Regions from separate parts of the Mus musculus genome. Here region 2 is linked to region 1. Evidence: chromatin contacts called from public HiChIP or PLAC-seq data. All regions are on one chromosome and are shown on one strand. Each heading gives the region's core, a stretch centred on a gene start, on an enhancer-like site or on the middle of the called end of the contact. The rest is flanking DNA. Distances are from core to core; before and after follow the strand shown. Region 1 overlaps Uggt1 (UDP-glucose glycoprotein glucosyltransferase 1). Region 2 overlaps Lman2l (lectin, mannose-binding 2-like).

Region 1 (5,197 bases), core at 1,399-3,898:
ATAATCTTAATGCTCTATTTTATAATACATTGTAAATCTAGACAACAACAGGATTTGGGCTCAAGTTCATCTGCTAGGTGTTAGTTACCACACAGCCTAGGACTTTATGGATGGAGTCATGGACAACGTAGTAAAAGCTCCAGGGTCCACCTGAACGAGGTCTGAGCTAAGCCTGGGACACCGTCGGGAATAGTTCCATTCTATGGCGTCTTCACCCTCAATGGATTGTGGGTAGTGTTGGGGACATTGTCTACCATCATTACCATGGATTCCTGTGCTCTAATGTCACATGTGCCGTTGTGCAGATCTCAGCTTCCAGACTGCTGCCCGAATCTTGGCTGCTTCTGGGGCATTATCTCTGGTGGTGATGAAGGACATTAGTCAGAACTTTCCTACCAAGGCCAGGTATGTGCTAAGGTTTTGGTACATCCCTCTCCTTCACATTGTTCCCTGTTGTTTTCATGTTTGCACAGAACATGATGTGACTAAAATGTAAAAATGCTTGGATGTGAAACCTATTTGTAAGTACTGTTGCGATCAGTGTCTTCTTTCTAACACGTGACAGCTGTTGGCTGTGTGGTTGAAGAGAGAGGGATTTAGATGCTCTTGGCACTGCCCCACTTAGGCCACATCAGCTAATCCACAGTCTGGTCCATACTGCCATTTTTGAATCCTTATGAAGAGGGGCTTTGCCTAGGGCTCAGTGACAGAACACTTGCCTCATGTGCACGGGGCTCCGGGCTTAATCCTCAGTTCTTCTGAAAGGAGGAGGAAGAGAGAAGAGGGATTCAGGGTCCTGACTTAGAAACAGACTCAGGGAGACTGACTTGTTCATAGTAACAGAATGAATTTCCTGACATTGCTGTCTATTCTGTAGTGTTAATCTCTGACTATGAATGTGAGGCAAAATTGTCTAAAAGCCAAATTCTTAGAAACTTTTCCAGATGTTGTCTTAAATAACTAAGGTTAAATTCTTGGCTAAGAGTTTCCTAAGTAAGCCCCTTTTTCACCGTGGAGTGCCTATGGAAGATTTCTTAAGCCATTACGCTTAAAGCCATTATGCTTAAAGCCATTACGCTTCTGGAAGACACACAGGGTTCAGCCTCCACGAGAGGATTTAATAGGACTAGCAGTCAGCCGGAGTACGTTTCTGCTGGCTAGTTATCTGAGCAGCAAATGTCACATCAGGAGTAGGGCCACACAGTCAAGAAATCGGAAGCCACCAGACTTGTCACGTCCTGCCACCATGCGGCATCTGCAGGGTGAACACGTTTGCCAGTTCTGCAGCTGTGAGGTTTACTTAGTTCTTATTTTTATAATTTATTGAGTCATATGGTTCATGTCTAAAAACAGGAAAACTGAAGACCTTTATATGGAATGCTAAGCTAAACACTGATCACACTTTTATCCTTTTTTAGAGCAATAACGAAAACGGCTGTGAGCGCGCAGCTTAGAGCGGAAGTGGAAGAGAACCAGAAGGTATTGCTGACTGTTAGAAAGTACTCCACTGTTGTAGAAGACACTCCTGGGCTGTAGCTTTAAAAAATGGAGAGACTTGAATTAAGTTCGTAGCATTTAGTAGTATTCCTCTTAGTAATACTATTATCATACAGTACTTTTTATCAGATTTGTAGCATTTTGTTTAGGAGAGGCTCCTGACTGGAGGTTGGGGGTGCGGTCAACAGGGAGTGTGGGCCTCCTAAGTCTTTAAGCCTTTCGTTCCTGCCTTTGGTGCATTCCACGTGGAAGCTGGGCTCTTGTCCTCCTTTCCTGTCAGCCCCACATGTAGTTCCTGGAGGCTGCCAGGATGCTCACTGCTCCCTCCTATCCCTTTGTTCCAGAATCCATCCATTGGCCTAGAGCTGTGGGTGTGTTCAGCTTATCCATCTATCTACCTGTCTGTCTGTCCATCCATCCGTCATCCATCCATCCATCCATCCATCCATCCATCCATCCATCCATCCATTCACTTACGGTTTTTCAAGACAGGGCTTCTGTGTTCCTGATGGTCTTAGAACTCTGTAGATCAGGTTGGCCCTGAGATTGACCTCCCTCTGCCTCCCAAGTGCTGAGATTAAAGGCGTGCGCCACCACACCTGGCCTCAATTAGCCGCTTTTACCCCTAGATTTCATTATGGGTAGGACGTTAGTTAATTAAGTAGATTTGAGAAAGAAAGAAACCAAATACTTCACACATATTTACTAAATTAAAAACATCACCATGGGTGGTGGTAACTACACCTGCAACCTCCAAGTGTGAGAGTAGAGGTAGGAGAACTGGAACTTCTTGGTCCATCCATTCGTGGCTATGTAGTGAGTTTGAAGCCAGCTTGGGGCACATCAGTCTCTGTTTCAAAAAAACAAAAAACAAATAAAAACACTCAATTTAGTAATTGCATGTACATTTATTTTCCAGAATAGCAGTGTTAACTATACCTTTGAATTTACGATCCCCTGTTTACTGCACTAAGGGTGGTGGGGTCTGGGAGAATAAAGCCTGAAAATGAAGTGGACTAAAGTCTCATGCTAAGCCAGCCTTACTCAGAGTGTCAGACAGTTTGTACTCTCAGGGTTAAGAAGAGTCACAGAGTAAAGTATCCAGTCCTAAGGGCAAACCACATGCGGCAAAGCCATGTTTTTCTAGAGAGGTGAGTAAACAAATAACAATAGCCAGCTGTATTGAGCAGCCTGACGTGACTCACCCCTATCCACCACACCTCAGAGGAGCACAGAAACAAGGACAATTCTGTATTTTCGAAGGAACGGAGGTCACAAGACTCTTGTTTTGTTTTCTTAGAGTTTTCTCACAAGCACTTGGAATTTCCCTCACATGACTCCATTCATTCTTGGTCCATGTTCTGACAGTTCCACATGCCAGGGAGGCAGAATATTAACTTATGTGAGCTATATTGGTATTTCTTGGATTTTTAATGTTTTTGAGTAAAGCATGTTATTTAAAAATGCTTAAATACATGCACACAAAATTCTTAAAGATGAAACACAAGTGTGCATGAAATCTTAAATCCAGTGTGATGAGTTTTCTCACTGTGAAATCTCCTCTGTGTTTCAGATCTTGATCTACATTGGGTTGTATGTACAAGCTCAGAATTAGTCTTTCTTACCATCTCAGAGGCCCAAGCGAGCAGATTTGAAACTGTCCTGTGGAGAAAATTCCAATTCTTTTCTATTTTATTTTAAGTGTGTCTGTGTGCGTGCGTGTGTGCGTGCACATATAAGTATATCATGGCTCACTATTGAGGTCAGAGGACACTTTGAGGAGACATTCTTGTCTTTTCCCTTGCTGAGGCAGGCTCTACTTGTTTCTGACGCTGTACTGTATGCTCCAGGCTGGTTGTGCTGTAGGCTGGGTTAACAGATGTATGTACACTGCCACGTCTGGTGTCTCACATGCACTCTGGGAAATGACTTGAGCTGGCTTGAAGGCTAGTGCTTCTGCCTGCCTGCCCTTCCCTGGTTTGGAATTCCAGTCCTTAGCTGCTTCAGCTTTCCATCATTTCTGTGGTTTTGTTGTTTTTGTTTTTAAGCAAATTTTGTTGTAGTTCATATTTAAAACCTTTTATGTTTTTTTTTGAGGTTATAATATAATTACATCTTTCTTTCTCTTCCTTCCCCCTCCCCCTCTTTATTCTTTCAGATATATAGCCTCTTTTGTCATTGCTGTATATGTAGATGTGTGTTTTCTATATTTTTGTGTTCTCATATTGTTTTCTGATTGATGCTGCCGTGTCTGTGAAGCATGAGACACAACAGCTTCTCACTGTTTGGTTTTCCCATGCAGTGCTAGAATTCAGAAGTATACCTTTTCCTAGTCCTCTGAGTACTGGAAAGTGAAGGTGTTCTCAGAGTTCATCCAAAATTCTGTTGTTGGTATCTGGTAACTCCTTTTGCACGGCACTCTACTGTCTAGCAATATTGTATCACTGTACTGTCTCGTGTACTGTACCTCTGTCCTGTCTAGAGAACTGTATCACTGAACTGTCTAGAGAACTGAATCACTGCACTGTCTAGAGTACTGCACCACTGCACTGTCTAGAGTACTGCACCGCTGCACTGTCTAGAGTACTGCACCACTGCACTGTCTAGAGTACTGCACCACTGCACTGTCTAAAGTACTGCACCACTGTCTAGAGTACTGCACCGCTGCACTGTCTAGAGTACTGCACCACTGCACTGTCTAGAGTACTGCACCACTGCACTGTCTAAAGTACTGCACCACTGTCTAGAGTACTTCTTCCAGTCCTCGACTTTATTAAGGGGCCCTTGTGTTGCTTGCCAGCTCAGCTTTGATTGGCATCACAATCAGGAAAAGCAACAGAAACATAAAAAAGCAAAGCTTATGCACTGTAGTCTAGCATTTGCAGACAGAGGTAGGGGGAATTCCAGAGCCCATGTGACTTGATAGAAGTGAGAATCTTCCTGAGACACTGACTGTAGATAGCGTCTGCCTTCAGTATTAAGGAGATAATTGTAAAGGGCTTTCTAAGGCAGTGAACAAACATGTACATTCCATTGGTGTCCCGCATAAGGCAGAACTGTAAGCTTTAGTTCTTTGTAGTCCAGAGAATTATTGGAAAAGGAACTCAAAAGAATAAATATCTTACTTATTGTGGGCCAAGAAGAAACATGTTATTTTAAAAATTAAATAGAGATAATATTTGTTCAGTTCGTCCTACTTATATTATGTTGTGTGTGAGGGATGCATGTATGTATGTATGTGTTTGAGTGTTTGTGGAACACATTTTTGTGGGTACGTATGTATTTGGGTGGATGTGTACAGAGCCTGGGGGTTGATGTTGGGTGTCTTTCTGATTTGTGCCCTACTTTATTTACTAAGGCAGGGTCTCTGACTGAACCTAGGACTCACACATTCAGCTTATCTAGCTAGCCAGCTTGTTTTTGGGGTCCCATCTCTCCCACAGTGCTGAGGTTACAGATGGATCTCCATGCCTGCCTACCTGGCCTTCCCGTGGGTAGCTCTGGGGATTTGAACCCCAGGCCTCCCTCTTGCATGGGAAGCACTTTCTTTATCCACTGAGCCACTTCCTGGCCCCTCTGGTTTCTTTCCTGATACGTGACCCTTGGTGTTCCTGCTCCGCGTGCCCAATGTTATAGAAATCATCTTGTCATTATCAGAATGGAGGGAGGAGGGGAGGATGAAAGATGAAGACCCAGTAAG
Region 2 (5,489 bases), core at 655-3,154, 230 kb before region 1:
CTAGGTAGTCCCCATATTTTTACATATATATATGTATACACACACACACACACACATATATATACATATACACACACACACATACACACATATATATATTCTCCTCCTTTTAACTGGAAGAAAATGAACACTAATGTCTTCAAAACACATTTCAAGCTGAGGAAATAGTGATACAACTCATGCCCAGAAAGTGGAGAACTCAGTCCCTAACACCTCCCCACCTAACCCCCACCCCCCACACTAATAATACCACAGACCTGCAAGCACACACGTATGCATACCTTGGGTTCCCTTAGTCCTTCTCTTGATAAACTAATTTTACTTGGTCTTTTTTGACCCATGGAATCTCCCCTGCTCCTCTCTCTTTTTTTTTTTTTTTGAGACAGGGTTTCTCCGTGCAGCCCTGGCTGTCCTGGAATTTGCTCTGTAGACCAGGCTGGCCTCTAACGTAGAGATCCATCTGCCTCTGCCTTCTGAGGCTTGTGCTACCACCATCTATGGAAATCTTTTTCAAAGGAACTCTGACTTCTTAAGTTTTCATGTTTTAACGCTTAGATGTGACACCTTTTTTTTTTTAAAGTTTCTTAGATGATGATGCTCAAGTATATAAGCATTGTTTAGGGGCCTGGAAGTACCCCTTTTTCCACAGCCTTTGAGGAGCTGAGAGCTGAGGTCAGAGTCACCTTGTAGGAGGCCAATGGGGTTTGGTGCTGACAGAGTCGTGTGTCTTAGCTTTATTGCCTGCTCTGAGGAGTATAGATTCTGCTTAGATACTCGGGTTTCCTTTCTGTTCCTGCATGAAAGACTAGCTGAAGAGCATTGTAGGGCCAGTGGCATTGAGGACTCATGTGCACAGCTCAAGAGGAGGCTGCCTCCTAGCAGCACCTAGTAGAGAAGTCATTTGTTCTGTTGCTACAGAAAATCCAGAGCGGGGAAGAAGGCAAATCTGTATAGGCATCTTTTTACAAATGAAAAGGTCGCATCATATAGCAGCTGTCTAAAGACATAGTTATGAAGCTGGGAGTTTAAGATCTGATGGATGTCAGATCCAGATAAATCATTATTTTGATAAAAGTTTCAAATTTATAGATTGTTAATCTGTTAGAGAGTTCTAGAATATACCCTACTGATACTACCCAGGCTGGTATCAAACTTCTGGTCCTAGGTATTGTTCCTGCCTCAGCCTCTTGAGTAGCTGGGATTATAGTCATGTACCACTTTGCCCCCAGCCTGTGTCCTTTATATGCCCCGGGCATGCACACACTTGCTCACACGTGAGCATTTTCTTCTCAACTAGCTAAGAGTAATTGTTGAACTTTGCCTCCTTAACCCCAAATGCACTGTGTTTTTCCTAAAACAGCAAGAACTATTCCTAGCATAATGGTCAAAAAACAGAGGAGTTAAAAATGCTGAGCTCACTGCTACTAGTCTTCAGCTCCACGTGGGTATCCTTAATGCTCCTTGATGTGCTTTTAGCAGAAGAAAACCCAAGGAACATACATTCTCTCTCTCTCACTTATTTTGTGTATGGGGTAGAGTGCATGCATGTAGAGGTCAGAGGACAACTTGCTAGAGTTGGTTCTCTCCTTCCACCCTCTGGGTCCCAGGGCTCAAACTGGTTGTCAGGCTTGGCAGCAAGGCCCTTTCCCCATTGAGCCATCTCGCTGCCCTCTCTTAGTCTTTAATTTGGAGCCACTTTGCAGTCTGTCTTTGTGCTTTAGAGTTCCTGCTTAGGTATGCTCTTTACATACCTGACTTTTCCTTTAAAAAAAAGTATGCTTTAAACTTCGGCTTATTTAAAATAGGCAGGGTCTTACTTTGTATCCTGGTCTGTAACTGTAGCAGTCCTGGGAGCATAGGTATCCACTATACTTGCTGAGACTTCCTTTATGATGACAGATAGACTGGTCATACACTGTGACTCAGTCAGGGCTCTGGAGCGAACCACTTGGTCTCAGACCTTAAGTACATTCCTGAATACCAGTGTTTTCTCTCATGAGATTTCTTGCCTGTGAAGTGAGGACACTGGCTCACAGGTGGCTCGACTGTTAAAGGTACCTGTCACCAAGTGAGTTTGATCTCCAGGACCCAAAAGGTGAAAGGAGAGAACCGGCTCCCTCAAGCTGTCCCCTGACCTCTCCCTGCTAAATAAGTAAACGAAGTGAGTTAGCAAGGAAGATGGTGGTGCTGGCTCGCAGGCCTGAGAGCACTGAAGGCATGTCCCCTTAATGACTGCTGCTACTTACCCCCTAGGTGGATGCCAGCGTGGCAGTAGCTGCTGTGCGGCTCCTCTTCCCACCCCTTTCTTCACATCTAGCGTTAGGCACAGCTTGGCAGTTTGTAGCAGGCTTAGGTTGGGAATCACTGCCCCAGAAGAGGGGCTCCCTTGTGCTAGTTGGTGAACTCAGGAGCGCTGGGACAAGAGGGATTCCCGGCCAAGATTCTGAACAGAGAAGTGACTTTTCCCAGGTGCTAAGTGTAGTCAAGTGTGTTTTATTTTAGGAAGTTATATAGTTCTTAACCTTTTGGTGTTACGGTATTAAAAATGACCTTTTCATTGTATTTTAATATATTTAAAATGCATTTAAAAAAAAAAAAAAGGAACAGATTGCACCTATTAATTCCCAAATGTTTCTAGACATTTTTCTGGTCTGTGTCAGCCAAGGAAATTATTCTCCTGAATCATGCATGTTTGGCTTTGAACAATATATAATGTAAAAATTCATTAATGCAGCTATTAATTGACTGGATTTTTGTTGACGTCCTCCTGAATGCCAGTCATGGTGCCAAGTGGTCCACCCTTCTCATCTACCCATAGTTAATCCCGTGAACTCTACACCTCACTCACGTATCCCAATAAGGATATGACGTAGAGGTCGCACAGCGCGAAGGCATGCAGCTGCAGGTAGTGTAGGATGATGAGGACGCAGCCTCGGCTTCCAGAGACCCTCTGTGCTCCTGTCTGTTAGGCATCAACCCATCAAACCTGTAGAATTTTAAAATCCACAACTCCAGAAGTTCATGAGAATCTTTTTTGGTGGGAGAGACAGGGTGCTGATGCTAGGCCGGAGTTTACTATGTAACCAAGTATCGCAAGGATGGCTGTGGACTTACAGGCATGTGCAGTCATGCTGTTTTTGTTTTTGTTTTTGTTTTTGTTTTTTGAGACAGGATTTCTCTGTATGGCCCTGACTGTCCTGGAACTCACTTTTTAGACCAGGCTGGCTCCGAACTCAGAAATCTGCCTGCCTCTGCCTCCTAAGTGCTGGGATTAAAGGCGTGCGCCACCATACCCGACCATGCTCAGTTTTATGTGGAGCTGAGCATCTAACCCAAGGCCATGTGCATGCCAGGCAAGCATCCTACCATGTAAGTTACACTCCAGCTCCCTTACCACCATATATATCTATCTTCTTTCTTTCTCTCTCTCTCTCTCTCTCTCTCTCTCTCTCTCTCTCTCTCTGAGGCCAAGTGAAAGAAGTTGATTTAGTAAGAAAAGGGAGGAAACACCCAAGAGTGGGAGGGGTCCATGGAAGAATTCTGAGTATCTTGTTAATGAGTGAATGTTGCTGAGGGTCATTTAAAAAACTATGGCTTCAGCTTGGTGGTGCACGCCTTTAATCCCAGCACTCGGGAGGCAGAGGCAGGCGGATTTCTGAGTTCGAGGCCAGCCTGGTCTACGAAGTGAGTTCCAGGACAGCCAGGGCTACACAGAGAAACCCTGTCTCAAAAAAACAAAACAAAACAAAACAAAACAGAACAAAAACTATGGCTCCAGTGGTGCAAGGTTTGGAAACTTTTTACAGGCGGGAATTCCTTATTTTGGGGGCTCTGAATTGGGAATGAAATGCCCACCTTGCCGTAGTGTTAGTTGATGAAGCCACAGATGGTAGGTTCTGGTGTTTAATTCTGATGGCATGTCTCAGTCTTCCTGGGGCTGAAGATGTAGCTCAGTCAGAGTGTTTCCATAGCACACAGGAAACCCCAGATTTGACCCCTAGCATGTCATGGACCTGGTAGTGGCAGAAACTTCCCAGCACTGGGGAAGTGCAGTAGAGAAACTCAGTCATCCTGGGATACACAGAGTCTGGTGACAGCCAGGTCTACATAAATGTCTCAGAAAAACAAAACCAAGGATGAACCCCTGAGCCCCATTCTAGATTGTTGGGAAATTCCGTGACTGGGGTATGCTTATGTACACAGATGAAAGGCTTCTCCAGGGTGACTTGGGCTGAGCTTTCCCCATGGCTTTGGCTGGGTGATTAGATGTCTCACTAGCCTTAGGAAGAGTTGGGTACCCTTGCCTAAGGATTGCTGTCCCAGGCATTCTAAAATTCTAAGTGAATTTTGTGATTAGAAGTGATAAATAAAGCAAATCTGGGGTCATCAGAGCACCTTAGGGCATTTTTTTAATCCCTTCCTTTCCTTAATTGTTCACTGAAGTTACAAGCTTTCTCAGAATTCATTTCTGAGAATTACTTAATAACACGCTGGCAATTACCTTGTCCTAAATGGCAGTTGCATAAGGGTAATGTTATGGTGGCTTAATCATCCGCTGATGGACTACATACTCCTCTGGGTCCCATCGCAGCACATACGTTATGCTGGGGTTCACAACATCTGGGGGCTCCCTACCTCAGTACCCTGGTCCCTGAGGCTGATGTGCTCTGCCTTGCCTCGCACCAGTCTCTCCTTACATCAGACTGTGTGCTGGACTCCCTCTGACTGCCTGGGCCCTGCCCTGAGCACAGTCCTCTCACCGTCTGCTAGCGCCTCCTTTTTCACCAGAGCAGTTAGCTGGACCCCAGCATTTCACACAGTCCTGACTCAGCACGGTTGGCTTTCCTAAGGAGGAGAGGGCTGCATGCTTTGGGACCCTCCCCCTTAGGATCTGGGCTGAACTGAGCGTGTGGCTTCCTCTCAGAGTTGAGAGCTGTGGAGATTTGCTGAGGCAAAGCTGAAGTGCCTCAAGCCCAATGACTTTCTAATCTTGTGCTGCCGCGCTCCCACGGAGCTTCACCCTGCCCCCATGTTGTAGGTCAGTGACAACAGTTATTTGGGATCTATGTCCATGAGGCTCAATTAGAGGGCAAATGATCCCTTTGGATTAGAGTTAATTTTATGGTCTCATACAGTAGGGTTTTTTGTCTTCTGGGCAAGAGCTGTATCCTGAGACCTGAGCAGTATAAGACATCTCAAACTTGGAAGAGTTCATTTTTTTGTTGTTTTTGTTTTTGTTTGGTCTCTTTTTCCCCTGTGCTATAGACATACAGTGGTCTAGGAGACTTAACCCAGCTGTGTTTGGGTAGTGCAAGATGGTTTGTTTCACAAAGCTGCTAAAAACCCCAGGTCTCTTCCATGGGGTAGAGAAGAGAGGCCTTTGAAGTAGGCTCCTTTGAGAGTCTGATAGCCAGACAGTCTCACAGTGGTGGTGTGCGGCACCTGCAGGCACTTTGCATATACTGTGAGAGCTTCAAGAGCTTGCTGGG

What was found. HiChIP or PLAC-seq counts read pairs in DNA pulled down with a chosen protein or histone mark.
Region 2: an HNF4G HiChIP or PLAC-seq map of pancreatic cancer cells shows a contact between it and region 1. The contact joins two enhancer-like sites. A contact is called at or near these places in 4 of 484 Hi-C or Micro-C datasets (the G1E-ER4 cell line, double positive thymocytes and embryonic stem cells), 1 of 115 datasets of contacts at active chromatin or transcription factors (pancreatic cancer cells) and 3 of 9 other capture datasets (adipose tissue, liver and pancreatic islet).

What each region holds. Positions count from the first base shown.
Region 1 is chr1:36,197,987-36,203,183 of GRCm38.p6, reverse strand. Uggt1 (UDP-glucose glycoprotein glucosyltransferase 1) reads left to right here. Exons shown (of 41, transcript NM_198899.2): 10 at 306-405; 11 at 1,419-1,479. Among named protein-coding and RNA genes, the nearest start is that of Uggt1, 44 kb to the left of the region's middle. Within about 2 kb of position 2,648, at least 31 of the 459 cell types and tissues checked have an H3K27ac peak or open chromatin away from gene starts, as enhancers often do. A contact at or near this core is called in pancreatic cancer cells, where this site is marked.
Region 2 is chr1:36,429,651-36,435,139 of GRCm38.p6, reverse strand. All of the region lies in intron 4 of Lman2l (lectin, mannose-binding 2-like), which reads left to right. Among named protein-coding and RNA genes, the nearest start is that of Lman2l, 13 kb to the left of the region's middle. Within about 2 kb of position 1,904, at least 27 of the 459 cell types and tissues checked have an H3K27ac peak or open chromatin away from gene starts, as enhancers often do. A contact at or near this core is called in pancreatic cancer cells, where this site is marked.